Linked DNA regions of Pan troglodytes: region 2 is linked to region 1. The links are chromatin contacts, called in public Hi-C maps. All regions are on one chromosome and are shown on one strand. The core of a region is the stretch at or near the end of the contact, and the rest is flanking DNA. Distances in the headings are between cores, read along the strand shown. Region 1 overlaps MAP7 (microtubule associated protein 7). Region 2 holds the start of MAP7 (microtubule associated protein 7).

What was found. Hi-C and Micro-C count contacts between places; a contact is called where the count stands out from the background.
Region 2: a contact with region 1 is called in a Hi-C map of induced pluripotent stem cells, with 2.3 times the contacts expected there. The contact joins the promoter of MAP7 here to the enhancer-like site in region 1. A contact is called at or near these places in 3 of 7 Hi-C or Micro-C datasets (induced pluripotent stem cells and stem cell-derived neural progenitor cells) and 1 of 1 datasets of contacts at active chromatin or transcription factors (stem cell-derived excitatory neurons).

The regions. Positions count from the first base shown.
Region 1 is chr5:148,198,894-148,206,623 of NHGRI_mPanTro3-v2.0_pri, reverse strand. MAP7 (microtubule associated protein 7) reads left to right here. Exons shown (of 18, transcript XM_009452071.5): 16 at 1,261-1,363. Among named protein-coding and RNA genes, the nearest start is that of BCLAF1, 59 kb to the right of the region's middle. Within about 2 kb of position 6,038, at least 4 of the 24 cell types and tissues checked have an H3K27ac peak or open chromatin away from gene starts, as enhancers often do. A contact at or near this core is called in induced pluripotent stem cells, where this site is marked.
Region 2 is chr5:148,397,638-148,404,575 of NHGRI_mPanTro3-v2.0_pri, reverse strand. MAP7 (microtubule associated protein 7) reads left to right here and starts at 5,089. Exons shown (of 18, transcript XM_009452071.5): 1 at 5,089-6,094. The coding sequence starts at 6,028.

The DNA of each region.
Region 1 (7,730 bases), core at 4,789-7,288:
CTCCCAGTCCCACATCTGATTGCGGGCTGACTGGTGTTACCAGTGCTACAAAGAGAATTCTAAGTTGGGTAAGCAGGCAGGTGAGTTTACAGACCTATCAGATGTTTTCTCAGGGGCTGCCTGTCACCAGCTTTGCAAATTTGGGCAGATTTGAAATTATCACTTACCTTTCTGCCTTAGTTATCAGATCTCTTGTACCTCTGGCAGCTTTATTGAATTTGTGCCAGGTTGTAAAATAACATTGTCTTGGAATTATTTCAGACCAGGTGAGGTAGCTCATGCCTATAATCCCAACACTTTGGGAGGCTGAGGCAGGAGGATCACTTGAGCTCAGGAGTTCAAGACTGGGCAACATAGCAAGACCCTGTCTCTACAAATAATTTTTTTTTTTAATTAGCTGGGCATGTTGGCATGTACTTGTGGTTCCAGCTACTTGAGAGGCTGAAGCAGGAGGATTGCCTAAGCCCAGGAGGTCGAGGCTGTAGTGAGCCGTGATCACACCACTGCACTGCAGCCTGGGTGACAGAATGAGACCCTGTCTCAAAAAAAAGCAGGGGGCAAGGGGGTGAGGGGTAGGAATTATTTCAGTTATTCTCTCACATCAAGCTGAAACCATAATCTACCACAGATATATGTGAAACTCCAGCCTGTGTAAAGGTTTATAAGTAACCCTGTCCTGTATTTTAGAGGCAGTCATCAATATTGTCAGCTTAAAGTGGGCTGCAACATTGAGCTTTGAATAATGAGGTGGAATGGTTAGGTACAGTACACCGCTTTCCATTCGTGAAATCCTCATCGTTCTAAGTGTGCATAGGACTAAACTGAGTTTTCAAAAATATTTTTAATACTTATGGTGTTCCATGGTGATTTGCTCTGAATCCTTTGTAAAGATATTCAGTGTCAGCTTGATCAAGTCAGCTTACTGCTGTCTTTATCAGTTGCTTTGGTTTCAATATTATATACTTTCTGTAACTTTAGTGCAAGGAAAAATAATAATACTTAGCCCTTCCAACGTGCCAGACACTGTTCTAAGTCCTTTACATGTATTAATATGAATACATTTAATTCTAACAATCTATGAAGTAGGTACTATTACTAATGAGGAAACTAAGGCACAGAGAGTTTAGGTGATGTGCCCAAGGTCTCACATCACTTAAGTAGCAGAACCAGCACATAAATCAAGGCATTCTGGCTCTTGGAGGTTAGGTCTAAGAAAAGAATATTAGTAACCCTGTGTTCTGTCTCCTTTACTATGCCCAGAGGTATCTGCACTTCCATGTACAACAAACGCTCCGGGAAATGGAAAGCCAGTTGGCAGCCCACATGTGGTTACCTCACACCAGTCAAAAGTGACAGTGGAGAGGTGAGTTTTCACTGACATTAATTAAAGTAAAACATTACTGTTTTTAGCCACCAGCTCCACCAGAATTTCAAAGTCTTAACATTAGGATTTATTATTTTGGGGGGCTTCATTGATTTTTGGTTGAGCTAGTAATTCTGTACTCCAAGAAAGTGGAAATATCTTTTTTCTCGAGTCATTAAATGTGATGGTGAGGATTTAGTGTGACTGTTCCAAGAATATTACAAGTGGCCAAGTGCAGGGCTCACTCCTGTAATCCCAACACTTTGGGAGGCTGAGGAGGGAGGATTACTTAAGGCTGAGAGTTCTAGACCAGCCTGGGCAACATAGCAAAGCACCATCTCTACAAAAAAAAATAGAAAAACTAGCAGACATGATAGTGTGTGCTTGTAGTCCCACCTTGGGAGGCTGAGGTAGGAAGATTGCATGAGCCCAGGAGGTCAAGGATGCAGTGAGCCAAACTCCTGCCACTGCAGTCCAGCCTGGGTGACAGAGTGAGACCCTGTCTCAAAAAACAAAAAAAAAAAAGTGATAATCTGTTAGTTTTCTTTGTGTATATTTAGCCTGATGTGGACCATATCCACATTCTTTAATGGTATATAACAATTGCATTTTAGCCATACATAATATTACAGTGACTTACATGTTTGTTCCATATAAAAGTCATGTAGATGTCAGTATTTCTTATATTATTAATAACAGGGCTTCTTATTGAAGAACCAGACAGTTGCTAACAACAGCCTAGAAAACAGTCTGGGTTTCAGAAAGATTGCCTTTCTCTTTCCTTGTAATTAGATCAACAGCATCATATGAACATTTTCAAAAACGAAAAATAAGGGTAATCATAGCCTGTGCCTAAAAATCCAATCATAGAGAACTTGCAGAAATATTTTTAATAATGTTCAAAAAAATTTAGCTATGACTTTTTAAATTTGGGAAATCTACTTAATGTATGAGTCTTCCTGTCTTTAATGCCAGTCTTTGCTACCAACAGACATCTGAAGGTCCTCAAATTATTTTCTTAATCTAAAAACACATAATTGTTTCTCGGCTTTTGGCCAGGATAAGTACAGAAACACAGACACTACATTTTATAATGTAATTTTATAATGTAATGTAACATTTTATAATGTAATGGGCAGCAGTTAAAAGGTAAGTCACCCTACTATTGTGTTGATATCTTTCTGAGACCGTGGAATTTTTATTTATTTATTTTTTGCCTACTATAATACCAAAGAGGATACCCTGAGAGATCTTAATAATTCATTTCCAATTATGTTGAATAACTTTATTGTTGTAATTACCTAAGATCTATATTAAATCGTATTTTTTCTTAGTTTTAATTAGATTTTTTAAATTCATTCCCTAAAACTTATTATGTTCAATTCATTGACTTCAGAGATTTCTTTTTTAAAAGAAAAAGAGTAAAAGATACCACAGAGAGAATCCCATTATTATGGGGAACAGACAATGCCTACCATAGTTTCTTTTATTATTATTATTTTTTGAGATAGACTCTCACTCTGTTGCCCAGGCTGGATGCAGTGGTGTTATCTTGGCTCACTGCAACCTCCACCTCCTGGGTTCAAGGAGACACACCCAGATAATTTTTGTATTTTTAGTAGAGATGGGTTTCATCATATTGACCAGGCTGGTCTTGACCTCCTGACCTCAAATGATCCACCCGTCTTGGCCTCCCAAAGTGCTGGGATTACAGGCATGAGCCATCACACCCAGCCTACCATAGCTTCTTAAGCCACTGATTATGTTATCTGATCTATAAAGTTAATTTATGCATAATTTGACTCTCTTCAGTAGTAATATCACCAAGCAATTAATCATTATATAAGAACCTAAAAAATAATTTTACTATATTTGATACAGATAATAAAATTCTGTTATATTTTAGCCTTTTCCACACACAGAAAAGCAACAATTTGTAATGAAACCAAAATGAACTTACTGGTGTCATCCATCTTTACCCAACAAATAAATTATCCTTTGTCATATATGTAAAATAATCCCTGTCAAACCATTAGAAGAAACATAAGCATAGCCTTTTTCTACTTTCACCTGACAATACAGGCAGGTCCAGATGAGCATCAGACATAAACATCAGAATATAAGAATAAGCCTAATATGAAATCCATTGGCCATCTACTCCAGTGTCTCTCCTTTAAAGGAAATATATATGTATATATATCTACTATATATATTTTTATATATATCTACTATATATATATATTTCCTTTAAAGGAAATATATATTTATAGGAATTTAAAGGAATTTATATAAAGGAAATTTATTTTTATATATAGTAGATATATATTTCCTTTAAAGGAAATTTATATATATTTATAGGAATTTAAAGGAATTTATATAAAGGAAATTTATATATAGTAGATATATATATTTTTTATATATAGTAGATACATATTTTTATATATAGTAGATGTATATATTTTATATATATATATTATATATATATATATAGTAGATTCCCAGAGTTACTTGTATTATTTTTACAAATATAAATTTAGGTTTAAAATTTCTATAGCCCTTGTTCATTTATAAAGCCAAAACAGCAGATCACAAATTTACATAAATAATAAAACTACTTTCAACCTTCCCCCACAATGTTACCCTTCTATCCCTTGATTTCCATTTCTAGGGCACCCCCACTGACCAAGTCCGTGGATGTTTGCAGTAGCCACCTAAATGCTTTTGCCCCTCAAATACTAAATACCAGCTGGGCATGGTGGCTCACGCCTGTAATCCCAGCACTCTGGGAGGCCAAGGTGGGAAGATCACTTGAGTTCAGGAGTTTAAGACTAGCCTGGGGAACATGGTGAAACCCCTTTTCTAAAAAAATACAAAAATTAGCCAGGCATGGTGGCACACAACTGTAGTCCCAGCTACTTGGGGGGCTGAGGTGGGAAGATCACTAGAGCCCAGGAGGTCAAAGCTGCAGTGAGCCTTGATCAGAACTCTGCACTCCAACCTGAGTGACAGAGCGAGACCCTGTCTCAAAAAAATAAATAAAGCTGTAAAATCAAGAACAGTGAAATTATTGTGAAGAATGATGTTTTTCTGAAATTAAGTGGGTAATATACATATGGTACTGATTGATCCCTTTTGCATTAGGGATAACCATGATTCATTTCACTCACTGCTTCTCTCTGTTTGAACTGCTTTAAAACCCCTAACCTCTTTTTAATACAGAGTGCCATGATGATACTTGGCTTTTACATGGCACTAGCATATTTATTTAGCAGTTCAGCTGGTTCATGTCATTAGCCCTTGTCAAATAAGCTGGTGCTACCTGATATCAGTATGCTTTGAAATACACCTGAAAATGGAGCACTGAAATTATGTAGCAAAACTCAGCTTTGTGATAATCAGTCAGACAGATGATCAGACTGTACATTATTTTTTTAAGTTACCTGGGTGAAAACATAAATTTTTAAAAATCATGTAAAGAACAGGACCCCAGTTTGAGAAACAGTGCATTTCTGAATGACATTGACCTGTAGGAAATGTTTAATGTGATGTTAAGTTTGGTCCCCATTATATGACACACAGTTTGTGATATGTAGCCTAAGAAATTCTGCTTCCCTTAATTATTTTTAAATTTGTCGTCCTTGAATTCATCCAGATCGATCTTGAAACAATCTGTATTTTTGCCTTGTATTACCTCTTATAGCAACAAGTACAAGAAAAGAAGGGCATAAAGAAGTACTTTTATTTCTCTTATAGCTGCTCTTTGCAGTTTCAAGGTTAGGATCCATAGTTATCATAAACTAGGTTTTAGAGAATGTCATTGTTTGTAGTTTCCATACCCTTCATAGTTTTATGGGTCTTATTTCTATTCCCTGTCTACACTTATTTTATAAGCTGAATCCTCCTATTATGTTTACTGTATCAGTCGGGGTCTAATCAGAAGGAAAAAAACATAGATTTAAACCGGAGAAAATTTAAAGAATAACTATCATTAGGATTGGAGTAAATAGGATGGAGTAACTATGATTTTGGTTTGGCTTATAAGAAATAAAGAGAACTTGTGGGAATGATAGGGAAAAAAGGAAAAAAGAAAGAGAATTCTAAAGAATTTAGGGGCCTGGTGTGGTGGCTCACACCTGTGATCCCAGCCCTTTGAGAGGCTGAGGCAGGTGGATCACTTGAGCCCAGTTGGAGACCAGCCTGAGTAACATGGCAAAACCCCATCTCTACTAAAAATACAAAAAGTTAGCCAGGCCCAGTGGTGTACACCTATAGTCCCATCTATTCAGGAGGCTGAGGTGGGAGGATAGCGTGAGCTCAGGAGGTCGAGGCTGCAGTGAGCCTTGATCATGCCCCTGCACTCCACCCTGGGCAACAGAGTGGGACCCTGTTAAAAAAAAAAAAAAAACGAATAGCAGATACAAGGAGCAGTCACATACCCTAGTGTTGCACCCAAGAAGAAAGATCCCTTACCCTGCAGGTCTGTAATCCAGACCTTGTTAGAGAGGATATAACTGTTTATATTGGATGCCAGAGAAGTTGCTATGTTTTCTTGCCAGCAGAACTTGCCAGAGATCCACCCTCTAGAGTGCCTAGGAAAGCTGTTCACTGTCTCCCCAGAAGCACTCTACCATGAATCTGCCCCGTGGGGGTGCTGGTGGGAGGCTGCTGGCCACTGTGCACTGCAGGAGCCAGGCACTGGGAAAAGCACGTGTATGCTAAAGAAGCCTGCTGAGCAAGCACACACCAACCAGAAAGCAAAACTCTGCTGCAGTGTCTCTCCAGCAGTGGCAAAGGATAATTATTTAACAGGCCTGGATCCAGTTTCACAGAACAGGAATGATGGGTGAATTTGGAGCTGAGAGGCAGTAAATCAATAACTGACATATTTACCTTATCTCTAAAAGACTCCTTCTTCAGCTGTTTGAATATTTTATTCATATTTCTTCAGAGATTCTTCAGCATGAATATGGGGTTGAGGAAAAAGAGCTTCAGAACCAAAAGTTCCAGGCTGGATCCCTAGTTTTACCTTTGAGAAGTTCAGCAACTGTGGGGTTAACCTACTTAATTAAGCCTTAGTTTTCTCATCTGGACATGGAGATACTTTCCACACAAAGTATTGGGAGGTTCAGTGAAATGCTATCTGTGAAGGAGTTCCGAAAACTGTTGTACTATATGAATGTTACATATCATTATCTTTATCCTCCTTAAATGAATGCAGTGTCCAGAAAACACACAGTACACTAGGTGTAGCTGCAGTGTGATGTAAAATAATGCTTTTGGTTTGTTCCTGGTATCCCATCTTCTCCTGCCTAGCATTTTATTGGCTTTTTTTTGTTTTTTCGTTTTGTTTTTTTTTTTTACCAGCAAAACACAAGGAGTCAGTATCACCAAGGAACAGTTTGCAGTGATCCCAAGATGTCTTAACCTCCATTGTGACTGATCATTCACTGTCTTTTAAGGATAGCTCAGCTGACAGTTTTCTAAACCCACTGCTTTTACAGACTGCCTGCCTTGTCACTCATTTCATGATTTTCCCTGTTGTTCTCGAGGGGCTATTTTTATGACTTGCATTTCCAAGAATAAACATTATCTGCATACTTAAATTTTATCCTGCTTGTCTTCCGATTATTATAAAACTAACCCTAGCACTGATCCCTGGGGCTCTCTGCCACTTAAACTCTTCCATCTAGAGAAGGGCTTGCTTATTCCTGTCTTTATTTTGTTTTATTTTTATTTTATAAAACAGAGTCTTGCTCTGTCACCAAGCCTGGAGTGCAGTGGTACGAGCATGGCTCACTGCAGCCTCTACCTCCTGGCTCAAATGATCCTCCCACCCCAGCCTCCTGAGTAGCTGGGACTACAGGTGCGAGCCACCACACCCAGCTAATTTAAAACATATATATTTTTATAGAGATTAGGTCTCCCTGTGTTGCCCAGGCTAGTCTCAAACTCTTGGCCTCTGGCCTTAAGCAGTCATCCCACCTTGGCCTCCTGAAGTGTTGGGATTACAGGCGTGAGCCACCACACCCAGCCTATTCTTGTCTTTAAAATCCATCCCCAAAACAGCTTCCCATTCATGAATAAACATTCCCTTTGATGCAGTGGAAACTCAGGTTTTTAAACAGTTTTACATCTGAAATTCTGTTAAAAACTTTAAATGACAAATCACATCCATAAATATTTCCTTTCACTCCTAGTTTCAAATTAACCTTAAAATGCTTATAAAATCTTTGGTTTTCATCTCAGTGCATTATTTTTAGTGAGGCATTCCATGATCCTTGTGATCAGTCAGTATCTTTATTAAATACCCTACTTTGCACCTCAAGTAGAGTTATAGATCCCTCCAGCTTGCCCACTGTGAATTAAA
Region 2 (6,938 bases), core at 3,840-6,339, 200 kb before region 1:
GCGTGATCTCAGCTTACTGCATTCTCCACCTCCCGGGTTCAAGTGATTCTCATACCTCAGCCTCCTGAGTAGCTGAGATTATAGGTGTGTACCACCACACCCAGCTAATTTATATTTGTAGTAGAGATGGCGTTTCGCCATGTTGGGCAGGCTGGTCTCGAACCCCTGCCCTCAAGTGATCCGTCCACCTTAGCCTCCTAAAGTGCTGGGATTACAGGTGTGAGCTACTATGCCTGGCCAAGAATACTGTATTTTTCTGTCTCCTTAATTTTCTTATATTTGGATAAACATTTTTATTTATTTTAAGCTGAATAGTATATTTTTATGAGCCTGCCCATATTGATCAAAGGAAGCCTGATGCTCCTAGATGGATAAATGAAATACATTTTCTTAAATACAGAGGAACCTGTTTATTAGGCAGGATAAAAATAACATAGAGCTGTTTATATATCATGATTTCACTCATAAACAACAGTCTTTGACAAAGCAGAAGACATCTTTATTTTGAAAACATTCTCACTAATGTTTTCTGATTGATTGATTGAGACAGGGTCTCACTCTGTTGCCTAGACTGGAATGCAGTGGTACGATCACAGCTCATTGCAGCCTTGTCCCCTTAGGCTCAAGCAATCCTGTCATGTCAGCCTACAGAGTAGCTGGGACTACAGAGGCACACCACCACAACCAGCTAATTTTTAAATTTTTAGTAGAGGTGGGATCTCACTGTGTTATCTAGGCTGGTCTTGAACTCCTGGCCTCAAGTGATCCTCCTGCCTTGGCCTTCCAAAGTGCTGGGCTTAAGGTGTGAACCACTGCTTCTGGCCTCTTTTTTAACATCCTAATTTGGAGGACAGAGTTGCCTCTGGTATCCTGTGTGGATATTCTGAAATAAGTGAGGTATAAATTCAATGATATGCCATTTGGCTCATACTGAAACACAGAGTAAGTCGTTTATTAAGCCACAGTTCATCTTCTCAATTCTAATGGTGAAGTGCTTCTTTTGACTGTATATAGGATCCAGCTACCCACCATAAACCAAATCTTCAAGGATACAATCTTTCCTTGGTACCTTCCTCTTACCCTGTCTTTGTGAGCAGATGATCCTCTGTCCCTACAGGGTTCTAACACACTCCCAGGCCAACATCATTAGCCATTTGTGAGAATTTTGGGTCTCAGGCACAAAAGAAGACAGTTCCATTATGGAAGACTCCATTATGGAAAGGTTTGCATTTGAAACGCTTTTAGGATCAATCTAGGCCAGTGATTCTCAACTCAGCTTCGCATTAAAATGACTTGGATGCTTTTTCAAAAATATTGATGCCATCACCTAGGGACAACTGAGTTGTTGTTGTTATTTGTTTTTTCTTGAGACAGAGTCTCTGTCACCCAGGCTAGAATGCAGCGGCACTGTCATAGCTCACTGCATTCTTGACCTCCTGGGCTCAAGTAGTCCTCCCACCTCAGCATCCCAAGTAGCTGGGACTACAGGCGTGCACCACCATGTCTGGCTAATTTTTAAATTTTTTGTAGAGACAAGGTCTTACTATGTTCAGCTCACTCTGGTCTCGAACTTTTAGGCTCAAGTGATCATCCTGCCTCAACCTCCCAAAGTGTTGGGATTACAGGCATGAGCCACTGTGTCCAGCCGGAAAACTGTTTTTACTGGTCTGGGGTTGGGCCCAGATACCCTTTTAAAAAATTAGTTTCACAGGTGTTTTAACATGATCAAGCTTCACCTCCTTATTTCAGGTAACAGCTAGAGAGGGAAATGGAGAGCCCCTTTCTATAGAGGGAACAGCAAGATGGTTAACGTTCATCATTTGTTTAGCGTAGCAGGAGGCTACACACCCAGGCCTGAAGCAAAACTGTAACTTGACTTGTGACCTGGAACAACTGAATTAGTTTCTCCAAGTCTCAGCTTCCTCATCTGTGAAATGGAGGAAATGATGTACCTTCCACATAGGTCTGCTATAAGATGTAAATAAGAAAATGGAGGCTGGGTGCAGTGGCTTGTGCATGTAATCCCAGCACTTTGGGAGGCCGAGGTGGGTGAATCACTTGAGGCCAGGAGTTCAAGATCAGCCTGGCCTACACAGCAAAACCCTGTCTCTACTAAAATTACAAAAACTAGCCAGGCATGGTGGCGCACGCCTATAATCCCATCTACTCGGGAGGCTGAGGTACGAGAATTGCTTGAACCCAGGAGGTGAATGTTGCAGTGAGCCGAGATCACGCCATTGCAATCCAGCCTGGGTGACAGAGCAAGACTCTGTCTCAAAAAGGAAAAGACAATGCAGGAGAGGTGCTCAGCACAATGCTTAGCATACAGTAAACACTGAGATATGCTTGCTATTGCCATCACTTATCCTTCATTCAAAAGTATTTATTAAATACTGGGTACTACATATTGTGGTGCACCAACAAGATACAGTTCTTTCCCCTGAAGTTTCTTGTCAAGGAATCAAGACAAAGCAGAAACAACAGTGGTGCAGTCAGTGCTATAGTTACATTTACTGTCAGAAGGGGTCAAGGAAAGCTTTCCAGAGGAGGGAAGGTGCAGAGCTGAGCCTGGAAAGATGGTTTGAAACAGAACAGTTAATGCAGGGGGGGTGGTGGTGGCAGTGTTATAAAAGAAACAAAACAGGAATTTGCTGGGAGAAGTAGATGTAATGTTTCCTTTTAACTGCATTTTGATCTCTTTCTCCTGTCATTGGATACTTGGTTTCGTTCATCCCTAGGCCACCACATAAAAAAGCTTGGCATTGAGGAATTATTAACCCATTTGAATGCCCACTGTGTGTGAGGCACAGTAGCAACACAAAAGATATATACCATGCCTACCAAGTTCAGAATGCAGGCAGTGCACATGATGTCATCAAGAACATCTGCAACTCGTGAGCAAATAAAATAACTGATAGTTCTAGACTTTATGGACACCCTGTAGAGAAGTAGAGGACAAAGACCCTACTACCAAAAATGTGCATCAGATTGAGAAGGCAAATTTGCAATAACTCATGCCTAGTCTATTTTAACAGCTGGACAAGTACCAAGCCCAGCAAGCCCTGGCCAGGTCCAAAGGACAGGCATGCTGGGAGCCAGGGCAGGAAGAACAGGCTTCATGGAGGAAGTAGACCTTAACCTGGGCCTCAGAGGGAAAGTATTATTAAATACATCAGGATGAAGGACATCACTTCGGGCAGAGCAGCTTCAAACACAAAGACTAGAAAGCAGGGATTTGGAAGGTGTTCTGGAGAATGAACAACTCCATGGGCTAGAAATATGAGTTACAGAGGTGAAAAGTGGAAATGGGTAGTAGAGAGCTCAGGGCCCAATTAGGGGGTGGTGATGGTGAGGAGGTGAAGTTAATATTTACTTATATAGGAACGGGGAATCTATTAAAGGTTTTTGAGCAAGGGAGAGATGTGTAAAGTGATTGTATATTGCAAGATTAATGTGGTTTGGAACATATTAAATTAACGGCAGGGTATCTTGATAGAATTGTGCAGGGACCATTCAGAATGTATTAGTGGAAGTCAGGAGTGAGGTTAAGGGTATATATTCTGGAGTTGGGAGTCACCGGGATCCGGGATGGAAGTAATAGTAAATGAGGGCGGTGAGACACAGTAAAGATAAAAAGCCTGTGGTTTACAATTAGGGGATGGTAAAAATATTGGAGGATTAGAAGGGAGGAAGAATCTGAGTCAACAAAGACGAAAGGACTGCTACAGAGGAAGGAGAAAAACCAAGCCAATGGTAGACCAAGAGCAAAGTGATTAGAGGATCAAGTGCTGCAGAAACTCGTCTAGGGGAATGATGGATTTAAAAATAAGTAATTTGATTTGTATACATAAGCAAGAAAAACTATTAATATATAGCTTTTTTTGAAAAATAACGGCACCAAAATCCACATTTGTTTTTATTACCTTTGGTGAACAAAACATACGACAATAGATTCTGGAGGGTGGGACGTTAAAGGAAGACATTTTCAGAATCAAAGAGTCTTAGCTGTGTTTATTGGGGTAGAGCCCTTGGGTGCAGAAACATTTAGGGATTCGGGAGAAAAAAGGGATGATGTTTGAAGGAGGCAGGAGGGAAGTGGACGGTGTCAGGAGGTTCAGCTCCTCCCCTGGAATGGGGAACCCTGAAGATTTGAAATGGATGTGGGAGCTCCAGACAGATGGCTTCCATGTTCCAAGTAAAGTACAACTTGAAGTACAACGTGATGGTGTTTGACATTTAACAGATGTCATCTGTTCTCTGCAGAGTCACTCAGCAGCCTCCCCTGTTGCAGACACCTCCTTAGGTTTGGAACACACTGTCTATACAGGGCCTAAGTGCAGGATTTTGGTGTGTTCCTTATTTCATTTATTTTTGTTTAACTTGTGGCAGATAAATACAGGTTATCAAAAGAATGGGACAATGAGTAAGCACACACCAAACTAAACAAAACAAAACAAATAGAAACATCACAAGTCTTGACTTTTTTTTTTTTTTTTTGGTCAAAGAAAGAACTCATTGGTTGATTTAAGTCGGTGGTAAATCAGAAAGTTGAAAATAAATCACCCTCCTTCTCCAGGGTTCTTCCGGATAGTTCAACTCTCTAAATTCAGCTGAGAGTATTTCTGATGCTCAAAGAAAAGTGTCTTAAACTCTGATGTTTTAATGTAGTAAAAAAAAAACACAAAAAGTCTTTGCTGAGGCCCAAGCTGAGGTCAAAAACTACCTCTAGCCATCTGGTGCTTTATTTTTATTGATTAGAAGTCTCTGATAAGACTGATTTGAATGTGATTTAGGAATATCACATTCTAAATGGTCAGTTTGCCTATTCCATTATAGAAATGACACTACGGGAAAATTCATCATCACAGACCACAGCAGAAGTGTTCTTTAGTTAAAGCTCTACCTAGTCATCCAGAAAGCCAGTAAGTAAACCAAATAAAAATAGTTCACTGGGCTCAGAGTGGCAAGTTTTGCATGCAAAGATCGTGAAAATTGTAACCCTAACAATAAATCCAATACTGTTCTCGACTCTCTTGTGTGTCCAGTGCTGCTGCAGTCCTTGGAAGGGTTTTAAACTGTTCAGAGCTTGCTGGTTATCTTCAGCCAAGCCAGAGTGTGGGAGTGCATTTTAGTGTAACCATGCGGAACTGGTCGCTCCTTGATTTTGTGCCGTATGTTTCCATTTGTGTAGGCTTTTTCCCCCCTCAGTATTTTGTTGCTTATCCTTTAGAGCGAAATTGGTTTTTCCTCGGCCAATAATCTGTTTCTTTAAAAAAAGAAAAATTCGTTACCTATTGCCTTTTTTTCTGGTCTTCCTGAGCAAGCCAGAAGTCAAAAGGTCGTTTACTAAACGGAAACCAAGAAAAAGAAAAGCCACATCAGCCGGCACAAGCCTCTCTAACTTGTGTGTCCTGAGGCTCATCAGATGCGAAGTCCTGGCGACAAGATAGGGTCGCCCGCAGTGGCTTCCTAAAGCGCAGATCCAGGCCGGCTCCCAGCGTGGAATCCGACCCATGTACTTCGCCTCTCCACGTGGCATCAGATGCTCTGCCGGCTGTCACCGTGAACTCCAGCCCTCGCGGAGCCGACACTGACCTGGCTGCTTCAGAGTTCGGAGGGAAATAGCGTCTCCGTACCCTCGCCCCACCTGGGCTGCTCCTCGGACCGCCGCTCGTCCCAGACTCCAGGAGGCGCCACCAGGCCTCGCTGACCCCGCTCCATATCTCCGGGAGCCCTCAGCTGGTCGGCCGCGGCGACCGGAAGCTCCGGACTGAGGTACTGGTTCCGCCCGCCGCTCTTCCAGCCGAGACTCGGCAGCGGCGGTCGGAGCGGCTGCCACGCCGCACCTGCCCGCGAGGGGGCGCGCCGGGCCCAGGCCGCAGCCGACTGCCGCGCTCTCTGCCCCCGCCCTCCGCCGTCCCCTGACTGCGCTCACCTGTCTGGGCCGCTGGCCTGGGAGGCGGGGGCCGGCGGGAGCCAAGCCGAGGAAAGGGCGGAGCGGCTCTCCGGGCGCGTCATCGGAGCACCATGGCGGAGCTAGGAGCTGGCGGCGACGGCCACAGGGGCGGCGACGGCGCAGTGCGAAGCGAAACAGGTGACCGCACCGCGGGGATAGTGGGGGTCCCGTCGGGCAGGGGACGGCGAGCGGGGCCGGCGGGCTGGCACCGAAATCACCCGGAGCCGGCAGCCCCCTCCCCGCCCGCGCGGCCGCGGCCCGGAACAACCGGCCCTGCGCGCCGCGCACCCTGCTCCGAGCGCGCCTTCCCCCGCCCTTCGCCGCCGCGCCTCGGCCAGCCCGGCTCGGCCCCGGCCGGGGTTGCGGCCGCCCTCGGGCGCTCCACCGCGACTTTCCCGCAACAGGTGGAGGCGAGCCGGGGGAGGAAACGGAGAGACCCCGGCCGCTGCCCTCCCCGCCGCGGGCTCGGGTCTAATTCAGTTGAATGGGAAATCGTATCCCCCAGACCAAACCAGTGGCCAGAGAGTCGTCGGCCAGGTGCGACTGGCAGGACGAGCAGTTTCTGGGCACCTCCTCCCGCCTCCCCTGGTCGCCCCGGGTGCCGGGGGCTCCTCGGCGGGGTCGGTGTGGGGCAGGACCGCGGGGTGAGCGGCCCGCCCCCCAATCTGGTGCCCGCAGTGGCGACGACCGTCGTCCGAGGAGACCGAGCTCGGGAGGGCCGGGGCCCAGTGCAGCACGGTGGGGGTTTGCGAGTGCGGGCTTGACGGGATCAGACTTTCGTTGACTTGTCGGAGTTCTCAGAGTTTTTTGTTTTTAGTCTGTGCAGGAGCCCAAAGGAGGATTGTTGGCTCTACAGCCCGGGATTTGGTGGTCAGGCCTCTGTGTTGAGGATACCCCTCCCCCCACAACCTCCAGGGGCACACTTAGGGACAGGGGATCATGTCCCCAAGACCAGCAGCAAGGCTTCCCAACCCCGCCTATC